2 separate regions of the Mus musculus genome follow, and region 1 is linked to region 2. The links are chromatin contacts, called in public promoter capture Hi-C maps. All regions are on one chromosome and are shown on one strand. Each heading gives the region's core, a stretch centred on a gene start, on an enhancer-like site or on the middle of the called end of the contact. The rest is flanking DNA. Distances are from core to core; before and after follow the strand shown.

Region 1 (3,845 bases), core at 11-2,510, 78 kb before region 2:
GTGTGTTCTGTGACTTGACAGCTTTCCATGCCCTTTGTCACCTCTGCTGTGATGAACTAACTCATGTGATGTAGGACTTCCTGCTACTCCTCAGAGGCTATAGAATGATAGACCTTTCCTTTGTTCTTGGGGTGGGCCTGAGCCTCCTCACAAGGAGTTTCTCATAGAGGTATTGTGCAGGCTCCTTTTGCCTCCTCCCACCATGCCCTGTCAGTGTCTCAACCCCGCCCCGCTCCCCCACCCCCAATCTCACTCATAATGGAACTTCTCCAAGTTTTAAAGGGAAACCTCTCCTTCACTGTAAGGTTCCATCAAGTTTAGATCCTCATATGATTGTTTCGAATGTTCTCCCTTCCACCTCAAGGCCCCTTCGTGGTCTTAGCATCTTCTCTTTTTAATAAACTTTCCATCCAAAGGAAACCCTGAATTATGTGTCGGCTTCCCATTCTGAACTGACTGACACTATTATCTTCTTTTACTATTTTTTTAAATAAGTAAACAAAGAGATAAAGGACTAAAACTAAACCCCATGGTAAACCAAGTTTCACGCTAAGTAATCTAAGCTATGCCACCATCGGGGAAAGCTTACTTTGCTAGAAAGAGCCAAGGTTATATCCATGCTTGAAGCTTTATGTGCCACTAAATTAGCTCTTGAAGGGCAGGTGTGCTTAATAATGGAGGACTTGAGAGGGCTGAGCATCCTGATGGATATGCGGCTCAATTTGTTTTTTAACATAATTTAGACTGGAAGAACACCTGAGTTTAGTGAAGGATGTCTGTCCCTCACCACAGGGATTTGTGGCCATCCAAGTTGCAAAGATGGGTACAACTAGCAAACCCTAGGAGAGCAAGCAGACTATGTGTTAGGCTTCTGACCAGCACTCGGGAAGCTGGTTGAAGGTAGGAAAGCCATCCCTAAAAACAGAGATAGATGCCACAATCGTGACTTACATTTGGAAGTCAAGTCATTGCCCCACAGACCCTCAATGGAGGCTAAATATGGTCTAGGCTTCTAATGAAAGAGGACTGTACTGGGGTATCTACCTTCCCTTAGGAAGACTGTTTCTTCATTAACATAGAGCAGAAACTAAAGCAGAGACAGGTTGAGTTAGGCTTTCAGTATGATGAAATCATGATAAGAAAGCCTCCCTCCACCCACATTTTTTCAGGATCTTGGCCACTCAGTCACCTCCCTTCCTCTGGCCATGCTGAACTCAGCACATCTGGCTCTATCAGTCCCACCCCCTGGGCCTTTGGTCATTTGATAAAGCTCCTACTGCACACAGGACCTGCCTCTCTTCCTTATTCTAGTGTTCAAACCAAATACCACTGCCTGAGGCCTACAGCCTGTCTCACCACTCCATCGTCAGCTGCCTGGGCCATGGCTCCATTGTTCAACTTGATGCTGGGTGAGTGTCCCTGCTTCTGTGGCTAATCTTGTCACAGAGGAGGCAAGTGTCTGGGGCTTTCTGGAGATGTTACTAGGAGGATATTCTCCAATCCTGATTCAGGCATCTTTCAAAAGCAGTTTTCTATATATGGTAACTTATTCTAAACCTTAGAAAGCCCCCTAAAGCCATATTTGGAGTTTGCCTTGATTGTCAGATTTCTGTCTATTTCCTTATATCTACACAAATTTTCCTTTGACACACATGTACAATTAAAAAAATGACTGGATGTTGGGTAGAAGTGAGGTAGAGCAAGGAGAGAAAGGACATCTCTCAGGGGATCTGCTTGGCTAGCTCACAGTTACCCCTTGAGAGTATTTTGTTTCTTGTAATAAGACTTTGACAACATCCTTTCCCTATCTTTTTAAAAGTCTTTATTGAAAGAAAGAAAGTAGAGTTGCAAAATAACCATCTCTCATTAGTCTATTAATCTAGCATCCTCTGGAAATGATTCACAGGGTTCTCTAATTTTCCCAAGGTCAGTCTAGATACTGGATAATCTAGAGTTTTGAATTGCAAAGAAACATGTATTTTTAGTCATGGCTCTTAACTGAATTTCTAGGTTACCATACTTCACTGAAGTTTTGCTCTCTAAAGTAAAGATGAAGTTAAAATCCTAAAAAGTTTTAAAAAGGATTTTGTATGTTGTCTGTGTGTTTGTGTGTATAACAGAGGGAAAACTTGGGTTGCTGGTTAACCTTATTTTGAGACCATTCCATTGGCCCGAGTTGGCCAATCAGTCTAGGTTGGTTGGCCGATGAGCACTGGGGAGTCTCCCTCCTCTGTCTATCCAGTACTAGGACTACAAGTTCATGCCCTTCTAGAAGCCTTTTAATAATGTGATTAATATGTGATAGCCAGTGATGTCTGCTGATCTGCTACCCTATAAGTGTCATCCATTTTTAGTATCTTGATTACTGAAAGCATCACTAAAGCCTACACTGTTCTTTCCGCTTCAGACATATATGTCTGATGAAGGGTCTTTACCACATCTTAAACATCTCTACAACCATGCAGAAACCAACACTAGCCTTGCCTCTTGTGGATTACTGTTGAGCCTTCAAGGTCTCACCTGAAGTCTCATTTCCTTCAGAAAGTCCTCAGATCTGTGACAACTGCCCTCATCCCTCCAGTCAACATCAGAAGGCTCCAAGTCATTTACTCACTGTGTCATTTCTGCTCCTGTGTGTCAGCTTGTTACACTCCCTTTCCTTTTAATGTTTCCCTGTCCTGTGTGGGAAGTTACACCATGCATATACATAGTGTAAGTGAGTTTTAGAAAGTTGTAATATACAAAGCCTCAGACTGAGAGTGGCTTCACCATGAAGATTAAGAATTAGAAGGTCCTGAAAACTATTTATAGAAAGAAGTATTTCAGAATTAGTCACTGAGCTATTTGGAGCTATTTGAAAAACTCTAGACTGTTCCACCTATAGGGTTGCAGACCCCTTCAGCTCCTTGGGTGCTTTCTCTAGCTTCTCCATTGGGGGCCCTGTGTATATCCATCCTATAGATGACTGTGAGCATCCACCAGTACAGGGGAATGCCAGGGCCAAGAAGTGGGAGTGGGTGGGTAGGGGAGCAGGGCAGGGGGAGGGTATAGGGAACATTCAGGATAGCATTTGAACAGTACCCCCTGAGCTTGTGTCTCTAGCTGCATATGTATCAGAAGTTGGCCTAGTCGGCCATCATTGGGAAGAGAGGCCCCTTGGTCTAGCAAACTTTATATGTCTCAGTATGGGGGAACACAGGGGCCAAGAAGTGGGAGTGGATGGGTAGGGGAGTGGGGGGTGGTCGGGGGACTTTTGGAATAGCATTTGAAATGTAAATGAAGAAAATACCTAATTAAAAAAAATAAATAAATAAAAGAAAAAAGAAAACCTCTAGACTGGTCCAAAGATATTTGCTCTATTGGGAAAATCCTATAGCATATATGGTGGACAAATTACACAATTAAAAATCCTTGGCTTCTTGGACAACTTAGGGCTACCAGGCTTCACAGTGTGAAGGTGACAGAGAGTATGACTATACACAGATTGTGTAGAAGGAAAAAAAAGTCTCATGTTCCAATATGCCAGATTGGATTACACTAGAATTTTGAACTAAATAAATTGTTGCTCGTGGCCTGTTGATCTGAAGTAAGTGTCAATGAACCACAGTGGACAAGCTGTGAATGACATTTATACTATTAAATGGTGGAGGAAAATCAAAACAAAAAAAAATGCCTGAAATTTAAAATGATGTAGATAAAGAAAGATTTTTGGGAATCTGGCAACGCTCATTTGTCCACGTACACTTGGCTCCTCTCATATCTCAGGGGCAGGGCTGAGCAGTTGTAACTGAGCATGCTGCCTACAACATCAACAATCTGTACTATTGGCTCTGTACAACAGGATT
Region 2 (3,856 bases), core at 211-2,710:
AATAATAATTCATAAGAAGGCAATAGCAATGACCAAGAAGAGAAGCCAGAGTAAGAAAAGATGTTTCACAAATGTGCTCAAAAAAACTTATCTTCCGAATAGAAAGAAGTACAAAACAAGATGAGAAAGGTGAGAGATTTGAACAAACACTTCACATTTTAAGAAAAGTTACCTAAGATACCATTTAAAACATGAAAAAAGTCTGCTAGGCATAGTGGTACACACCTTTAGTCCCAGCGCTTAGGAAACAAAAACAGGCAAATCTCTGTGAGTTCAAGGTTATCCTAGTCTACAGCATGAACTCCAAGTCATCCAGAGATATATAGTAATAATACCTTCTCTTTTAAAAATTAATAAACCATATAATATGAAAAGTTAGAATCTCATAATTCATTGAAATGAATAAAAAAATGTGCAAGGTGAGCACATTTCTGCTGGGGGTGGGGGCAATGAGCTCCCCTATGCTGCCTGGTGGGTTCCCATTGACTTGGTCATATCAGAAAGTCATTCAACAACACTGTCTGAACTGAACACAGTATTGCATGCTCTATAACCAGGAATCCCACCCTCAAGTGTATGCCCAGTAGAAATGTGTGCACGTATCTACAGGAGACACTCAGAATATTCACAGCCACCCCTTCTGTCTCAGCTTCCTTTTGAAATTCTCCTCCTGAGCTGTGACAGATTAATCTCCTTATCCCTGTATGTTTTCCTCAGGGCGCAGTGATATTGATGTGACATAAATACCAGAGGCATTGATAAATATGAAATTAAATATCTCTTTGGGAAGATCCAGGTCTGAGTCTAGAAAGAAACTATGGGAAAAGTTGTCTGTAAGAAAAAAAACCTATCATTTTTCATTACAGGGAATTTTGTTGACACAATGTCAGAATAGAAACTCAACTTTAAAAAATTAGATTTAAATTTAAAAGCAATCCATTCACACAGTAATTTAAAGGGGGAAACAGCAGAGAAAGACAAAATGAAATGCCTATTTCCCCCTTAATTTCTCAAACACAACTGTTGATTTTGTGCATTCTCTAGGAGAAAATGGTACCCTTAGAGTTGTTCATATACACATACATTTCATTTCTTACCTCTGCTCCATAAAGGATGCTCTGCAAATTCCAATCCACATCTCACTTTCTCTCTCCCAGCAGCTGAGATGGCATTGCCCTTTTACGTATGTGTAGCCTCACCTTACCATTAATGGTGTTACCGTAACAATCCCACAGCCATGATCACGTCTGATGCTTACATGCTCAGACAGTGCTGAATGTCAGCCATTTTTTATAGAACCATCTTCTCATAATCTCCTTAAGGTACTTTCCCCAGCAGCCAAAATGTGGTGTTGAAAGCATGTGATTATTAAACCCCAAAGTTTTCACTTTGTCTGTAGGGCAGGAAACTAATTAACAATTAAATGCGGCTACTTCTACTTCCTTTTTCTGATTCAAGTTACACTCAACTGTTTTAGAAGAGCAGTTCCCCAGATTTCTCCTTGGAGCTGTGAGTGACTACCATTGCGAGCAAGAGCAAGAGGAAAGCACTACCTGTGAGCAGATGTCTGGTTCATTCTCACCCTGTGTGGTGTTCACACAGATGTGGCTGACTCTACTGGTTGTGAGTGAGTAGATGGCTCAATATGGGGATAGAGTGGGTCGGACAGCATCTCTCTCCACTACAGGCCTGGTACTCTCTTAAGTTTTAGCTCCTCAGTTTCCCCGTGTGAGGCTGTGTTCCCCGACTTTACTGTACAGCTTAGAATTTCCTCTCCTGAGCCCAAAGAAAGTAGTCACAGGTTGAAAAAAAAATCCTTCAATGGACAGAGGAAGAAACGGTAGCAATGGCACTAGAGTTTCGCTTGCTTTCTTTTCTTTAACAAATACTTTATGAAGCACAGAAAGTAAATCACACTTGCTTGTTCAAACTCTTTTATTCAAATGAGAACTATATTTTAATCCCGTGTAGACAGGCTAGACCCTGGTCTTGTGCCTAAGATGATAGCTCCTTCTGCACATTAGCAAGAGCCATGAGCAGGACTGGGCGCCTTAAGTACAAGAGGGGAAATCAGGAAGGAGAGGTACCTACAGCAGTGGCTATGTCACTGCCCATGGATATGCATGCATTTCTGTCAGTTCATGCCTACAAAGGGTTTGCTTCTTACTAAATTTTAAATGGAATTAAATGTGGGTTCATCTATTTTAAAAAAGTTCTTAGGCCGGGCAGTGGTGGCGCATGCCTTTAATCCTAGCACTTGGGAGGCAGAGGCAGGAGGATTTCTGAGTTCGAGGCCAGCCTGGTCTACAGAGTGAGTTCCAGCACAGCCAGGGCTATACAGAGAAACCCTGTCTTGAAAAACCAAAAAACAAAAACCAACCAACCAAACAAACAAACAAACAAAAGGTTCTTAGCGCCATCTATGCACAGCATTGTATGCAATGCTGAGGACGGAGGGTTGTTTTGTGCCCACAAGGGAAAACACCAAAAAAAAAAAAAAAAAGCTCTCAGCAAAGCCAGTGCACAAGAAACAGCTGGGAAACACAATTCTAGTAAAATAAAATCCCAGTGGATGGCACAGACAGATAACCATAACCATCTACATACCAGTCAGGTGATCAGACTAAGCAACAGATAGGGCAAGGCCCATCAGAAACAGAAGCATATCCAAACTTAAGAAGTACTTAAGAAGGCAGGGGAAAGGAGGGAAGAAGAAGGGAGGGGAGGACAGGACAGGACAGGAAGGTGTTCATACAGTGTGCTGTGAGCTAAGGTTAGAGTTTGGATTCAAATCTGTGTTGTCACCTACTAGCCACTTAACAAGCTTTCTTCTTTCTTTTCTTCCTTCCTTCCTTCCTTCCTTCCTTCCTTCCTTCCTTCCTTTTTTCTTTATTGAAAATAGATTTTTTTCTTACATAATACATCCTGATTATTTCCCTCCCTCTACTCTTCCCACTTTCTCCCCACCTCCCCTACCATGTGAATCCACTCTCTTTCTGACTCTCATTAGATAACAACGGGCTTCTAAGAGATAAGAACAAAAAATATAATAAGTAAGATAATACAAAAACTATCACATCCAAGTTGAACAAAACAAACCAACAGAAAAAAAGGAGTCTAAGAGCAGGCACAAGAATCAGCCCCACTCGTTCTCATGCTTAGGGCTCCCATTAAAAGCACAAACCTGGAAGCCATAATATATGCTCAGAGGACCTGGTGCAGATCCATGCAGGCCCTGCGCACGCTGCATCAGTCTCTGTGAGTCCTGGTAACCTCTGCTTATGTTGATTTAGAGGGCCTTATTTCCCGGTGTCCTCCGTCCCTACTGGTTCCCTTTCCTGAGCTCTGAGGGGAGAGAGAGAGACTCTCTCTCTCTCTCTCTCTCTCTCTCTCTCTCTCTCTCTCTTCCCCCCCCCCAATAATGTCAGGTCCTCTGGTTTCGTTCCCATCTACTGCAGGAGGAAACTTCTCTGATGATGGCTGAACAATGATCTACAAGTGCAGCAGCACATCATTAGCAGACACTCACTACATTTCTATCTTGTTTTTTAACACTAGTAATACTTGGTGCTTTCATTGAGACCTCCTCCATATATGTATATATTTTAGGAAGTTTCTACTGCATTAATTTTCCATACTAACCCTCAAATACTCCTTAACTTTAGCTGTCTCTCCCTGAGTTCCCTCACTCAGTTCCCTCCCCTCCCTCCCCATGAGATCCTCCCATCCCAGCCTCTCTCCATCCATCCGTAATTATATATTCTGTTTCCCTTTTCTAATGAGATCTATCTGTTCCCTCTAGTCTCTCATCCTCTATACCTACCTTCTGTGGTTCTAGGGATTGTAACTTGGTTAT

What was found. Promoter capture Hi-C pulls out the DNA fragments that hold promoters and counts their contacts.
Region 1: a promoter capture Hi-C map of macrophages shows a contact between it and region 2, with 6 read pairs. The contact joins the promoter of Cd5l here to the promoter of Fcrl5 in region 2. A contact is called at or near these places in 17 of 39 promoter capture datasets (the 3T3-L1 cell line, the HPC-7 cell line, cancer-associated fibroblasts and 11 more), 1 of 15 datasets of contacts at CTCF or cohesin (CD8 T cells), 3 of 484 Hi-C or Micro-C datasets (the G1E-ER4 cell line, cortical neurons and embryonic stem cells) and 3 of 9 other capture datasets (adipose tissue, liver and pancreatic islet).

What each region holds. Positions count from the first base shown.
Region 1 is chr3:87,356,621-87,360,465 of GRCm38.p6, forward strand. It overlaps Cd5l (CD5 antigen-like), which reads left to right and starts at 1,261. Exons shown (of 6, transcript NM_009690.2): 1 at 1,261-1,409. The coding sequence starts at 1,382.
Region 2 is chr3:87,434,322-87,438,177 of GRCm38.p6, forward strand. It overlaps Fcrl5 (Fc receptor-like 5), which reads left to right and starts at 1,461. Exons shown (of 13, transcript NM_183222.3): 1 at 1,461-1,627. The coding sequence starts at 1,564.